Regions from separate parts of the Sus scrofa genome. Here region 2 is linked to region 1. A link is a contact called in public HiChIP or PLAC-seq data. All regions are on one chromosome and are shown on one strand. Each heading gives the region's core, a stretch centred on a gene start, on an enhancer-like site or on the middle of the called end of the contact. The rest is flanking DNA. Distances are from core to core; before and after follow the strand shown. Region 1 overlaps PDGFC (platelet-derived growth factor C). Region 2 overlaps PDGFC (platelet-derived growth factor C).

What was found. HiChIP or PLAC-seq counts read pairs in DNA pulled down with a chosen protein or histone mark.
Region 2: an H3K27ac HiChIP or PLAC-seq map of alveolar macrophages shows a contact between it and region 1. The contact joins two enhancer-like sites. A contact is called at or near these places in 1 of 47 Hi-C or Micro-C datasets (embryonic fibroblasts) and 1 of 2 datasets of contacts at active chromatin or transcription factors (alveolar macrophages).

The regions. Positions count from the first base shown.
Region 1 is chr8:45,639,505-45,646,050 of Sscrofa11.1, reverse strand. PDGFC (platelet-derived growth factor C) reads left to right here. Exons shown (of 6, transcript XM_021101285.1): 3 at 2,270-2,450. Among named protein-coding and RNA genes, the nearest start is that of PDGFC, 170 kb to the left of the region's middle. Within about 2 kb of position 5,155, at least 24 of the 83 cell types and tissues checked have an H3K27ac peak or open chromatin away from gene starts, as enhancers often do. A contact at or near this core is called in alveolar macrophages and embryonic fibroblasts, where this site is marked.
Region 2 is chr8:45,778,562-45,785,605 of Sscrofa11.1, reverse strand. All of the region lies in intron 1 of PDGFC (platelet-derived growth factor C), which reads left to right. Among named protein-coding and RNA genes, the nearest start is that of PDGFC, 27 kb to the left of the region's middle. Within about 2 kb of position 5,770, at least 33 of the 83 cell types and tissues checked have an H3K27ac peak or open chromatin away from gene starts, as enhancers often do. A contact at or near this core is called in alveolar macrophages and embryonic fibroblasts, where this site is marked.

The DNA.
Region 1 (6,546 bases), core at 3,906-6,405:
ATCTAAAATAACTACTCAGTCTGTTTTGTCCAAATCTTCCTCCCTCTGCCCATGTCTCCCCTCCCGGGACCCACCACACACACACACACAGCAAGAGACCTGGAATAGTTATACCGCTGGCTTAGGCATTTGTAATTTATAACCAGGACTAGTCATGTGATAGAGCAGAAATACTCTCTACCTTCTGTAATTGAATTTTCTTATTCATTGCTGTAAAATTTTCAAGGTTCTATTAAAAGGTGGCTGTGAGGTGGGGGCAGGGATGCGAGACAGAGATGAGGGACACATTCTATTTGAGTGGCAGCTGCATACCAACAATGTTTTACATACTGCGCATGTGCCATCCTGTTTTCCCTTTCTTGAAAGGTCCCTGTGAGTCAGGCAGCATTATCATCAATTTAAAGACAAGAAAAATGAGGCTGTGTGTAACAGGTCAAGTTACATACCATAAGAGAGTTCTGGATGTTCTTTAGGACAAAAGTTTATAAGTATAATTGGTTTGTTATGCACTTTGCCCTCTTCAACAATTTCTTTCTTTTGTAAGTTCTATACTGTGCAAAATGTATTTTTAGTGTCTGGTATCTACTGAATTTAGACAAAAAAAAATCTACCAGTGTTTTTCATCCATGTCAGACCTCCCTTGATAAAAGTTTTACAGCATCCTCTTGAGCATTATGAAATGCAATCCTTAATAGCGATCAGCTATTTATATGTGCAGTTATTTAAGAAATAAATATAAAGCTCTACGTGCTATATAAAGCTAAAATAATAATAGTAATCCATATTAAAATAACATATTTAAGTTCATAAATACACAAGCACAATTACAAGAAAAAGAATCAAATAGTCAGATGTATGTAGCTTTTAAGTAGCAGACTCACTGTGACTATGATAGCTGTGGAAATAGACTAATATGATTGTTTCATTGTTTTCACTGTGATGCAAAATAGTATAAGCCATATTCCTGTTAGTGATATGATTTTCCAGAATAGTAGCACTTGGTAAGTTCGAAAGTATAGAACCTTCCTTCACCTTATATGATAGTTGAATTTCTGGAAAATTTGGCTTAATCTAAACCCTCAAAACGGATTTGTGTTTCTATGTGAGACAGTATTATGTTCCAAACTCAAATGAACAATAGCATAAATGTTGCCTACCTGAGTGTCTGGTAAATGGTTTGAATGGCCTGCAGTATGTGGGCAAACACCCATTTAGGGGGCCTCTCCATTGTTGGAAGTCCATGGACCTTGCCCTCCTCACCCCCGTCATTGAGACAACCTAAAATGCCTCTGCACATTTATTTTCTTTTTCTTTTTTTTTTTTTTTTTTGGCCACCCCATAGCATATGGAGCTCCCTGCAGGGATCAGAGCCACAGCTGCAATGTCAGATCCTTAACCCACTGTTCCAGGCTAGGGATCGAACCCAAGTCCTAGTGCTCCCAAAGCATTGCCAATCCCATTGCACCACAGTGGAAGCTTGGCCTCTGCACATTTCTGAAACATTCTTTCAAGGGGCGACACTGCTCCTGATGAGTGCCACTGATGGAAAGTTTCAAACCCAAGTTAATATTGGTTAGAAAAATATTACTTCCTTAGGTTTAAACACTGTGTGTAGGGCAGGGTAAAATGAAGTATGTAAAGATTCCTTTCTTCAAGGGTTTAATAACTTATCTAACAAAATGGATCACTTGTATATCTGTGGTTAATATTGAAAATATATGTTTATCAAAGAGAGGAAGATGGAGGTGAGCTGAGAACACCCAGAAATGGCTCTCGGAGGCCATGTAGGACAGGTGGAGTGACATTGGGAGGATGTGTATGTAGTGAAGTGGCTCCATAAAAATCTTGAAACACACTTGAGGGAAGGGAGCCAGGGAGTCTGATTAGGGTGAGGGGGTTACTGCCGGAAGATAATGGGCAGTAATGATGGGAATTAAGATTGGAGCAATACTGTCATATCCAAATGGAAGTTAAATTGAATAATTCATGAATTGAATGTCAGAGATGGTTGCTCCATACAAAATACATGAACTTTGACATGGCTCTTTAAAGAAGTAGGGCTTAATAGAAGACTCATATTTCTTTAATTGGGAATGCGTTTTCAGTTGTGTCTCTTCTGTGGAATATTTTATTCTGTCTATGCAGTTAAATTGGGATGAACTCACGGCTGTAGTCCATGGTTAGATTCTTTGCCCCCATGGACATGGAATTTGAAGTGCTGAAATAACTCATCGTGGTTTTATGCCTCTTCTCTCTCAATATCTTGCAGGTATGATTTTGTAGAGGTGGAAGAACCAAGTGATGGAACCATACTGGGGCGCTGGTGTGGTTCTGGCACAGTTCCAGGAAAGCAGATTTCGAAAGGAAATCAAATCAGGATAAGATTTGTATCTGATGAATATTTTCCCTCGGAACCAGGGTTCTGCATCCACTACAACATCGTCACACCAGTAAGTACCACTTAGAGACCCTCTTGTGCATTTGGATTCCTTCTTTGGTTACTTCTTTTTTCTCCTTTTAAACAAGAGATTTTGGAAAACCAAGAGCCAAAAACCCTTCCATTGCTTGATTTTTTTTTTTTTTTTTGGTCATAAATGTCTGTATAGTTATCACAAATAACTGGAATTTGTCATAATAGATAATTAGTGTCTGTAAAATCTATGATTTTATACGATATGTAATTGCCACCCACATTAAAATGTCATTACTCCTTTCTGTGCCCACTAAATATGTGCATAACATTTTTTTTTATCTTTTTTGGAGAAAAGTGAACTTATTAAATATTCTTTTCAAATTAGTGTTTAGTAAAATATATTTTTAAAAAGTAGTTATCTCAGTTTTCCTACTTAGTATTTGTCCTGCTTAAATAATATTTATAGTCTCTGTGCCCCTAAAAGGAAGTTTAGAAATTCTTATGGGAACTTAAGAAACACACCTGTTTTCTTTAACTATAATTGTTACTGTATTTTTTTGTATCACAATCACTTAAACATTTTATTTAATGTATCATTTCATTTTCTATATATTTGTTGCACTACAACAAAAATTTTGAAAACTTTTGCCATTTTTACCGTATTTTGCTTATAATAGTAATTCAGAAGTACGTATACAGATATGTTATCTAATATAGTTTAAAATATGATAATATAAAGTTGAAATCATTTGTTATTTTAAATAATATAAAATAATATGAAATTAAAATCATATGTTATTTTAACAGATTTATCAAGTTAGTAGACACTCTGGGAACACAGTATGTCATGAGCTACATGTATTCATTAACACGAATATTCTTATTGGGTATGAAAGCAAGGCACACTGCAAGCTAGCAATTCATGAGGCAAATTAGAATATATGAAATCAATATTTAACTTTATATATTATATCCATATTGTAAATGTTAAGCAGAAATTTCCTATTTTGATTGCCCAAATTCAGTTTTGTGGAATATTATTTAAGCAACTGATTAAATTGTTGAATTTATTGTTTGCAATACAGCTAAAAAGAAACGAAATGTAAATTGAAGTTTGAAAATGATAATTTATTGTGTACAATTGAAGTTAAGGGATATATCCCTAACATATAGGCTACGAATTTATATTGATCAATTTCCTTCTATGGATTTTTTTTAGGATATCTGCATCTCTATTCCATTATAGAATACTTTGCCCAGTAAAGATTCCATTTCCTTTATTAATGTCTAAAATTTTTCTTAATTTAACAACTTAACATTTTTATTTAAATTGAATACAATTTAATAATTTCACCAGAAAAGAAAGGTGTTAATAGAGAAGAATGAACTTATTTAAAAACACTTCGATAGTGTGATTATCTGTATTAATAAGGCCACTGAGAATCTGTTTATCATGCTTTCACAGTACGCTGCTTCACAGAATTTATGAGTTTAATAATTGTTTTAAATCTAAAATGGCCTCAGGAGCCATGGGTCTACACTTTCACAAAGTTATAAAGCTCATATTCAGTTTGGGTTTCCACACGTCTAATGTTCTTAAATATTTCAATATGAAAAATTAAGTTTCACTGTAAAACATAATGGTAGGCCTTGCATCATAGCAACAGTTTGTTTTATGCCTAACCTGTGACGAAAATAAACTTGAAATTGAGAAGATATTTGTGTTTGAAAGGAATTAGCATTGTCATATTAATAGCAATCTATGCTTATACACAGAATAAGACATGAAAGCTGAAAACATCTATTCCGACACCAAGGGTTGTCTTTCTCTGATTTTATACTTCTCATGGGTTATCTGGTTCTGTAACCCACGGAGTGGTATGGAATAAACAAAATATGTGAAGACAAAAACACAGCAAATGTACAGTGCCTAGCACAATTCTGGCACCATGATAGTTTCTCAGGAAGTAGTTGAACCCTGAGTTTATCATACAACTCTGACACCCCAGCTTAACTAACAATGGGCTCACCGATACCTGTGTTTCTTTATGTAAGTATATGTCAGATTCATGAGCCTGGAGATGAGATAAAGAACCATAAGGATCGGGAGTTCCCGCCATGTCTCAGTGGTAATGAACCTAAATAGTATCCATGAGGACGCGGGTTGGAACCCTGGCCTCGCTCAGTGGGTTAGGGATCCAGCATTGCCACAAGCTGTGGTGTAAGTTGCAGATGCAGCTTGGTTCTGGTGCTTCTGCGGCTGTGGTGAAGGCCAGCAGCTGCAGTTCCAATTTGACCCCAAGTGTGGGAACTTCCATATGTCACAGGTGCAGCCTTGAAAAGAAAAAAGAAAAAAAAAAAAAAAAAAAAAGACCCATAAGGATCTATTGTAAGACCATCCATCCTTTGTGCTGAGAATGACCCTGCCAGCTGGGTTTGACCTGTTACCAGAGATTCACCATGACTAAGGCCAGAAACTGCATCTGAGAGACTTTGGGTAAAAAGTGTATCACTGGTTGCATCATTAAAATTAAATTCAGTACATTTTTAGTTGAAATAGTTTAATAAGTTGTAATTATGGACTTGAGGGGCTAGGAATCAACCCTCTCCTGGCCTCTCTTGCACCATGTCTTTCTTGGTAACTCAGTTGCTCTGTGCTGGTGCTGGCTGCAGAACATGAGACCCCTGGGGAAACAGCACAGAGATCTTATGCTAATTTGCTTTATGCTTAGAAAACTAGTAGGCTGGGGAGAAACCAGAGGATGTGACAGTCTGTTCCTGTGTTGCCTAATCAGTGTGACTTGGTGATTTTAATCTTGCTAGATTGCTTCCTGGAATGATTATCAACACATGAATTGTACAGTTTCACAGACTTTGATTCTTTGTTTAAGTTTGTTTTGACAGTTTACCTGCTACTTCCTCAGAAATCCTTTGTCTTGATTCCTTACTTCCATCCCTCTTCCCATGCAACACATACTCATTCTGCTCTTGGTAACTGCCTGAAGATATTCTGCTCGCAGAGTGTCTCAAATTATCACTGGATGCTGCTGAATGGCATCCCTCCGTGCTGGCCCCCCTCCCCACAGCATCACTACCAGCCTCCATTAGTCTTATCTGTGTATCAGTGAAGGAAAACCTCAGGGAAGAAAGTTTACCTTTTGGAGAGTAGACTTTAAAGTTCTGTGACATTTGCTCAGGGGCAAGTGCCCCTTCGAGTTCCTGGCTCATCTCTCATACTTTTCTTTTCTTTCTTTTTTGCCATAGATGAACTTCATAATTAGCACACCCAGCTCCCCAGAGGCCATCGTCTCACTGACTGCAAATCCATCCCTGCCAAGTAGGGCCCTAGGAGTCACTGGCTTCTAAACTTTGTAGTGATAACATGATATTAACCCCAAGTCCTGAGTGGCCTGTTAACTTCCTGCCTTGAGGTTTGCGGCTGTGCAGCTGCTCGGTGGTGTCTTACGGAAACTCCGCCACCACCCCTGGGGGTTGTCTGAACCCCTGTGGAGTTGTGCTGACTTCTCACTTGTTATATGTTGCACAACGGTGATGATTCATAAACCAGAAAACTTGAAAAATTGCAGTCATGACAGCAGATATTCTCTTGGTCCTTGTGTATTAGGCTATATTGCTAAGGACACAGTCTTGCCCTCCTTAAATAATTAAACTGGTATCTTTTGTTTTTGTTGTTGTTAGGAGGCTGGAATATCTAGGGTAGTTAAATTAGTGCCTATTTATGATGCTCTAAGCTTTGATGTGTATAGTCATCCTTACCTTCTTTTTTATTATCTTAATGAATATTTTACATCTGTTATAGATAGACTAAATGTTGAGTTTAATCTCATTTCTCATTTTTTCCTTGGACAATTATAAAGTTTTTGTTTTCATTTTAGGAGGTGGGGGTGGTTTGGCTGTACCTGTGGTGGCATGCAAAAAAGTTATTGGGCCAGGTATTGAACCCAAGCCACAGCAGTGACTAATCCAGATTTTTAGCCCTCTAAGTCACCAAGGAACTCCAAGAAAGTTTATTTTAATATCCTTTATATTCAATGAATGAGAGAGAGAACTGCAGCCTTCTTTGGGAGCATGAATGACTATTTGATTCTAGTCTCCCTTTCAGACAGTGACAT
Region 2 (7,044 bases), core at 4,521-7,020, 140 kb before region 1:
ATTTTAGGGCCCGGAGTACATTGTGGTTTAGGCATGACTAACTTTGACCCCCTGTGCAATGAGTCTGAAGTAGAAAGCAAGGGCTTTAATCTTTCCAGGATGGAGTGTGGGTCTTCAGACTCAGATTTTGGCTACATTGAGAAAGACCTTTCTCTGGCAAGATTAGTATCACAAAACTAAGGCTGGGTGTGGAACAGAGGCAGTAGTTGCCTTCTTTTCAGTGTCGTGTGCCATCTGAGTTGTATTTGATGAATGAGTATATAACCTTGTACATGAAACCACTCATGAGCTCTGGTTCACCTATGCCCTGTGAGGCAGTGTCATAGGAGAAAACTGCCCTTTCAACAGATCACTCAGCAAGAAACCAAACTGTTGAGAACCTCACAACTCACTGATCAAAACTTACATGGTTAATAGTGATTTCAAAATTAAAAAAAAAACAAACAAAAAACCAACTGGGAATTCCTGTTGTTGTTTAGCTAGTTAAGAACCTGACTAGTATCCATGAGGATGTGGGTTTGATCCTTGGCCTCGCTTAGTGGGTTAAGGATCCAGCATTGCTGCAGGCCCTGGTGTAGGTCCTTGCAGATGTGGCTCAGATCTGGAGTTGCTATGGCTGTGGTGTAGGCCGGCAGCTCCAATTGAACTCCTAGCCGGGGAACTTCCATATGCTGCAGATACAGTCCTAAAAAAACAAAAAAAGTAATAATAAAAAATCTGATGCTGGTATATTCACAAATATACATAGAAATAAAGAGGTATTTATATTATGCCTTCTGCTTATACTGTTGCCTACATTGATTATGGTAGACACTCAGAAATTGAGAGTGATTTAGTGAATTTTAAAAACTATAAAAACATGAACTGCTGATTTTGTTATAAAGACATATCAATTTGCATTTTTATTTGGACATTTTTGCCAATTTTTATCAGTTTATAAATTTTGTATTTCATTAATTTATAGTCATTTAGCACTTCAACAATTATAAACATTTTAGAGATCTATGTATCTGTGAGTTTTAGTATGATTTTTCCAACACAACACAGCTTTTCAAATTATCTTTTTTTTTTTTTGTCTTTTTAGGGCTGCATATGTGTCATATGGAAGTTCCCAGGGTAGGGGTTGAATCAGAGCTGCAGCTGCCGGCCTACACCACAGCCACAGCAACTCCAGATCTGAACTATGTCTTTGACCTGCACCTCACAGCAACTCACAGCAACTCCAGATCCTTAACCCACTGAGCGAGGCTAGGGATCAAACCCACGTCCTCATAGATACTAGTTTGGTTTGTTACCACTGAGCCACAAGGGGAACTCCAAAATTACCTACTGAACTATAAAAGTGGGTGGACTTTTTTTGTATACTCCTCGGTTCAGTTTTAGTGTAAATTAAACTGCCATTGAGACACATTAAGAGGAGAAAGGCATACAAACTTTGTTAATGTTTTTAATTTTATGTGCATAGAGGCTTCATAGGACTGGAAAACCCAAATAAATAGTTAGATGGGGGAGGGGGTTGCATGCCATTTTAACAGAGGGCTATAAATTGTATGAAAGTGACTAGGAAATATATGGGGGAAATTGATGGAAGATACAGGTTATTTTCATTTTAGTAAGATCTGTTTATGCATGCTCAGCTCTGTGCTGGCTCTCTATCCCCAGGCATAAAGGTAGCTTTTCTCGTCCAGGTGCTAGGATGGGGGCAAAATTTATGCCACCTTCGCAATAGGAAATCTCTGCTCTGCTTTGAGGCAGATAAAGGAAGGGCAGACAACTTTTCTTGCGTATATTGATTCTTACTTGCCTTCTGCTCAAAATAATGCTTGCACCAAGGTGGTGTATTTGGGGGTGGCATATTTTGGACAAATGTTGGTGACAACATTTGACTTTTGCTCATGATATACATAGCCTAGGAAAAGGGTCCTAAGTGAGCTGCTGGTGGCTGGTGATGCTGGTGCTTTTGTACCTCTGGGTAAAGCTACTATTACTTTCTGGTTCATTCCTTACTTTTCTTATAAAACTAAATGTTAGAAATGACATGACATCCAGTTCTTACTAGCTTTTGCCAGGATTGGTTCTAGAGGATCTCCAAGATTTCCTCTAAGATTGTAGTCAGGAGGGTGGGTAAAGGAGAAGCAATTCTTTTCGCACTCTGTGATTTTTGTAGAAAATCAGAGGTCCTTCTAGTAATGCACAGCTAGGAAATGTGAAGTGTTATGACTCATTGTATTTAGCCTTGGGGCAGTATAGAAAGCTTCTTGGCTGGGAAGGAATTCCTTTCAGTTCCCTCGTCCTTCTCCTCCCTGGGCTGTGAGCTCTCCTCCTCCCTCTGAATAGGTAGTTCTCTCTTTGCTCAGACATTCTTCTGGGCTTAGCTGCTGTGTAACCTTCTAACCCCTCATTAATAATTTCCTGAGGCTGGTTTGTTATAAAGAAACATTGCAGCACAGACAGTGAGAGAAAGTGTGTGTGTGTGTGTGTGTGTGTGTGTGTGTGTGTGTGCGCGTGCACCCATGATGTCTCCTTAATGACCAGCTCAAATGGTATTAATGCTGTGCAGGAAAAAACAAGTACGCATTAGATACTTTTTCTTTACTTTGCATTTTCAGCAAGTAGATCACAGCCTTAGGCAGAAGGTGACGAATGCTTTTTAATGTCTCTCTGTGATTCAAATGAAATGCCTCACTTTCCAGATCGTACACATATTTCAATGGCTTGAGTATTTAAAGGAGCAATCATCACAATCACAAATATGTCAAAGACTTTTTTTTTTTTTGCGTTTTTTGGGCTGCACTTGTGGAATATGGAGGTTCCCAGGCTAGGGGTTGAATTGGAGCTGCAGCTGCTGGCCTAAACCACAGCCACAGCAATGCGGGATCTGAGCGGTGTCTGTGACCTACACCACAGCTCATGGCAACGCCAGATCCTTAACCCACTGAGCGATGCCAGGGATGGAACCCGAATTCTCACGGATACTAGTCAGGTTGGTTGCCACTGAGCCACAATGAAAACTCCTGTCAAAGACTCTTTAATATCAGGAAACCGGAGAATACATTTCTCTCTGTCTCTCTCTCTCTCTCTCTCTCTTTTTTTTTTTTTTTTTGAGGCAAGAAATAGATCTATTAAGATAGGACTCTTGTGAGGGATGTAAGCAGGCAGGCAAGGAGGCTGTGCCCATTTGTCTCTTTTTTGGTTCTTCACAAAAATAAGTTTTTTCTAGTCTTTTGAGGAGATCACCCAGGAGCTGGGCATCTGGGCTTGCATTTCTACACTGTCACCCATTCTCACCTTCCTCTGATTCCAGCTACACACACTACACACGCACTCAGTGAACTTGACCCTGGTTGGGCTGTGGGGCAGTGGCCAGCAGAGCAGTCAACCTCCCAGAAGAAGTGCTGGGAATTATCCAAAGCTGCTGTTACTCAAGGGGTAGAGTGAGGTGATCAAAATACTGTCTCCCCACGGGAAAATGCTCACATGTCATGTTAGGTGAAAAGACAAGTTGGGATTATAAATACTTTTACGTGTGCCTGTGGATCCAGAAAGTAGAAGAAAACATGCTCGGGTGTTCTTAGTGTTTTATCTACAAGGGCTCTAGCAAACCAGTGAGGGTGCTGGTCTTTTCCCTTCTGCAATACATTTAATATTTTAAAAAAATCTCTGTAGTAAGCTCACATTACTATCATAGGAGAAACAATGCTGTACTAATTTTGGAAACCAAATTTAAATGAGGGGGGAGCCAGTACAAACAATACAACATTTTGTAAAGGAACACACGTAAGCTGCAAGCCTTGCTTTTAGGAGCGAGGAGGTGGCATTTCTCAAGGTGGCCCTTCAGGGTTGAGAGCCCTTGGTTTATCCTGGAGGCTGGATGTGGCTACAGTCAAGGGCAGTGGGGGCCTCTGTGGCAGTCGGCAAGGGCGAGCCATCCACCACAATGATCTGTGTTGTTTTTGGCAGTTTACAAGGAATGTTTTCACAAGACCTAAGAGTTTTGTCTGGGAGGAGAGAAGTGAGCTGCCAGCATTTGGCACCATATGGGTTTTTTTTTCTTTCTCTCTCTTTTCTTTTTTTTAAGCTTAACATGTAGGCTGTACATCCTGCTCTTAAGCCTTAAAGATCAAGAAGATATTGTGGGATTTTAAAAATTTTTTTGTACACTTGTTAGAAACATCTGGAACATGCCACAAGGTTGCACACGATGGGCTTTGTTTTGTTTATAGACGAGTGTGTGATATAAACCAGGATGAAAAAACCGCACAAGACCTGCCTTCCTACAGCTACATGATCCTAGGGTACTCCTGATCTGAGGTCTGTGTGGACTTCAGAATCCTGCTAGTCCTGTTCACCCAGACTGGCGGATGGAGAAGCATAGGGTACTTGCCTTTTTCTATGTACAGCAGGACCTTCAGACCTTCAGGTGGACCTGCCCCTGGCCTCAGGTCAGGCAGCTTCCATCAGGGCTGCATGGCCCTGCCTGAGGGGCACACTCTCACACTTTAGGTTCCCCCCCATTTAAAAATTTATTTTAAGATATTTAGTTCAGATATTTTCATCTTATGCAAGTGGATTTTCTTTTTTATTAAAATATAATTTTTACTGTACAGCAAAGTGATTTAGTTATACTTACATATCTGTATATGTACATTCTTTACATATACGTGTGTATTTACACACATTCTTTTTCATATTCTTTTCCATTGTGGTATAGTCAATCACAGGATATTAAATATAGTTCCCTCTACTCTACAGTAGAACCTCATTGTTTATCCATCCTATATATAGTTTGCATCTGCTAATCCCAAACTCCCCGTCCATCCTTCCCCCACCCTCCTCTTGGCAACCACAAGTCTGTTCTCTGTATCTGTGAGTCAGTTTCTGTTTCATAGATAAGTTCATTTGTGTCATATTTCGGATTCCACATTTAAGTACTATCATATGATATTTGTTCTGTGACTGTCTTTTTAGAAATTTGAGACTAAAAATTATTTCAAACTCCAGGTATAAAGCACATAGAAAACTCTGCTCTAGGGAATACTGTTTTAGTTTTGGAAGAAACACTACCGTTTGTATTTATGACACTGAAGGTCGAGTTAGGGGAATGAGGAAAAAAAAGACTAGCAGTGATGACTTGGTTGAAGCCTGTGGTTCAAGTTATGCCTCAGTTAAGATACTTATTTTGGGATATCCCCACTCAGCAGTATATCTGTCACAAAAGCAGTGAAATTGGTAATCATATAACCAATTAACAAACCAAATAACAAACTGCACAAATGATACATTTCTTGAATCTCCTTTTTTCATGTTGCCCTCATACTTCATGGCCATGCCTTCATTTTGATGTTTAATTCTTATAGTCCATGGTGTGAATGAAAAACTTCTGCCTGCTGAGTCTGGAACCCCTCCAAGTGCACTGACCTCTGAGATTCAGCCATCTCAGAGGAAAATCTAAATTAAAAGGGAGTTTTGAGTAGGGAAGTAGATGTGGAGGTTTGCATAGGGAAGCAAGTGCCACAGCAACCCTCTGTAAACTGTAGAGGGTTGGGATGCCCTTGGTGGAAGGTTGGGGCAGCAGCTGTGCATCCACAGATCCTGAGTGAAGGGCCTCTGGGCAGAGCTGGTGTGTGCTGCTGCGATTTTCCCCCTTTGGTCTTCCATCCTGTTTACTTTCTAGTGGCAAGAATCGGACGACATCAGTGGGCAATGCCTTGTCCATCCTGCTGACCTCCTTTCCTTCCGTGGCTGGAGACTTCTGCGGTGACTCATTCCTGCCATGTGGTGGGGCCATCTCAGCCGTGATGACAGCCCTCCTTCCAGCCTTCTCTGGCAGAGCCCTGGGCCTTGGCCTTCTTCACTCAAGCAGTTCTGAAAATTATTTTGACCTTCTGAGGTAGACTTGAGGGTGTCTTTTTAATGCTTTTGTTCTGGACATGTTCAGGGTGACCAGAATCTTTAAAAATCCAGGAAAGGCTCTGGGAGTGTCTTGGGTAGGATGTTGTCAGGGGATTTCTCCTCTTGTCTGGGGGATGAAGTCATCTTCTGAGTCACAGAGGGCTTGGCAGCAGGGCAGAGTGCAAGGCTAGCTCTCGCCCTGGCTCCAGGGCCACATCCTGACCTGCCCTTCAGTTCAGGTTGTCCTGATGACAAGGAGGTGGATCCTGATAAAAGTTAGGAGCTCTGCCTTTAAGTGACCTTGGCAAATTCAAGCTCATTGTTGCCTAAGAAAAAAGGATTTGTTGCTTAAAAAAAATTTGCAAGCTCATTAAATGAAGAAACAATACCAAGACTATTTTTCAGATTTCTGTCTTTCATTTTTTTTTTCTTCTTCTTTTTTTAATGGCAGCACTGGCAGCATATGGAAGGTTCCCAGGCTAGGAGTCAAATTGCAGTTGTAGCTGCGGCCTACGCCATGCCATGGCAATGCAGGATCCGAGCTGCATCTGAAAGCTATAGCATAGATTTTGGCAATACCTACTTAACCCACTAAGTGAGGCCAGGGATCAGACCCACATCCCCACTGTCACTATGTTGGTTCTTAACCCACTGAGGGAACAGGAACTCCCATTTTTCAAAGAGGATCAAAAGCTTACTCTGACATATTTATGATTTTCATTGCTAAATAAATGACATCATCTGGGGTGAAATGTTGTATAACATTCTTTTAAATGAGTTGGTCTCTTTTTCTGATCTCTACATTTTGTGTTTCAGGTTAGTTCTTATATGCTGTGCAACCAGAGCTATTATTTTTGCCTCAGTCTGGGTCCATATTCTATATTTTTTGTGGTAGATAAGGAGACATATTATAATTTCACCTTAAATTTCTCGATGTTTAAAATGATATTTCTCTATATCTTCCCTGTCCAGTGTGAATGATACTCATTAAGAATACTTTCTGCGGATTCACTCTACTCCTTTTTTCATATTCTATGGGCTTTTTTGATAGGTAGCATATAACCTATTTTATCCATTTCTTACATAAATAATACATGCCTCTGTAGTTTACAAGAAAAACTTTGAAGGTTACAGCATCCTGTTGGGGGAATG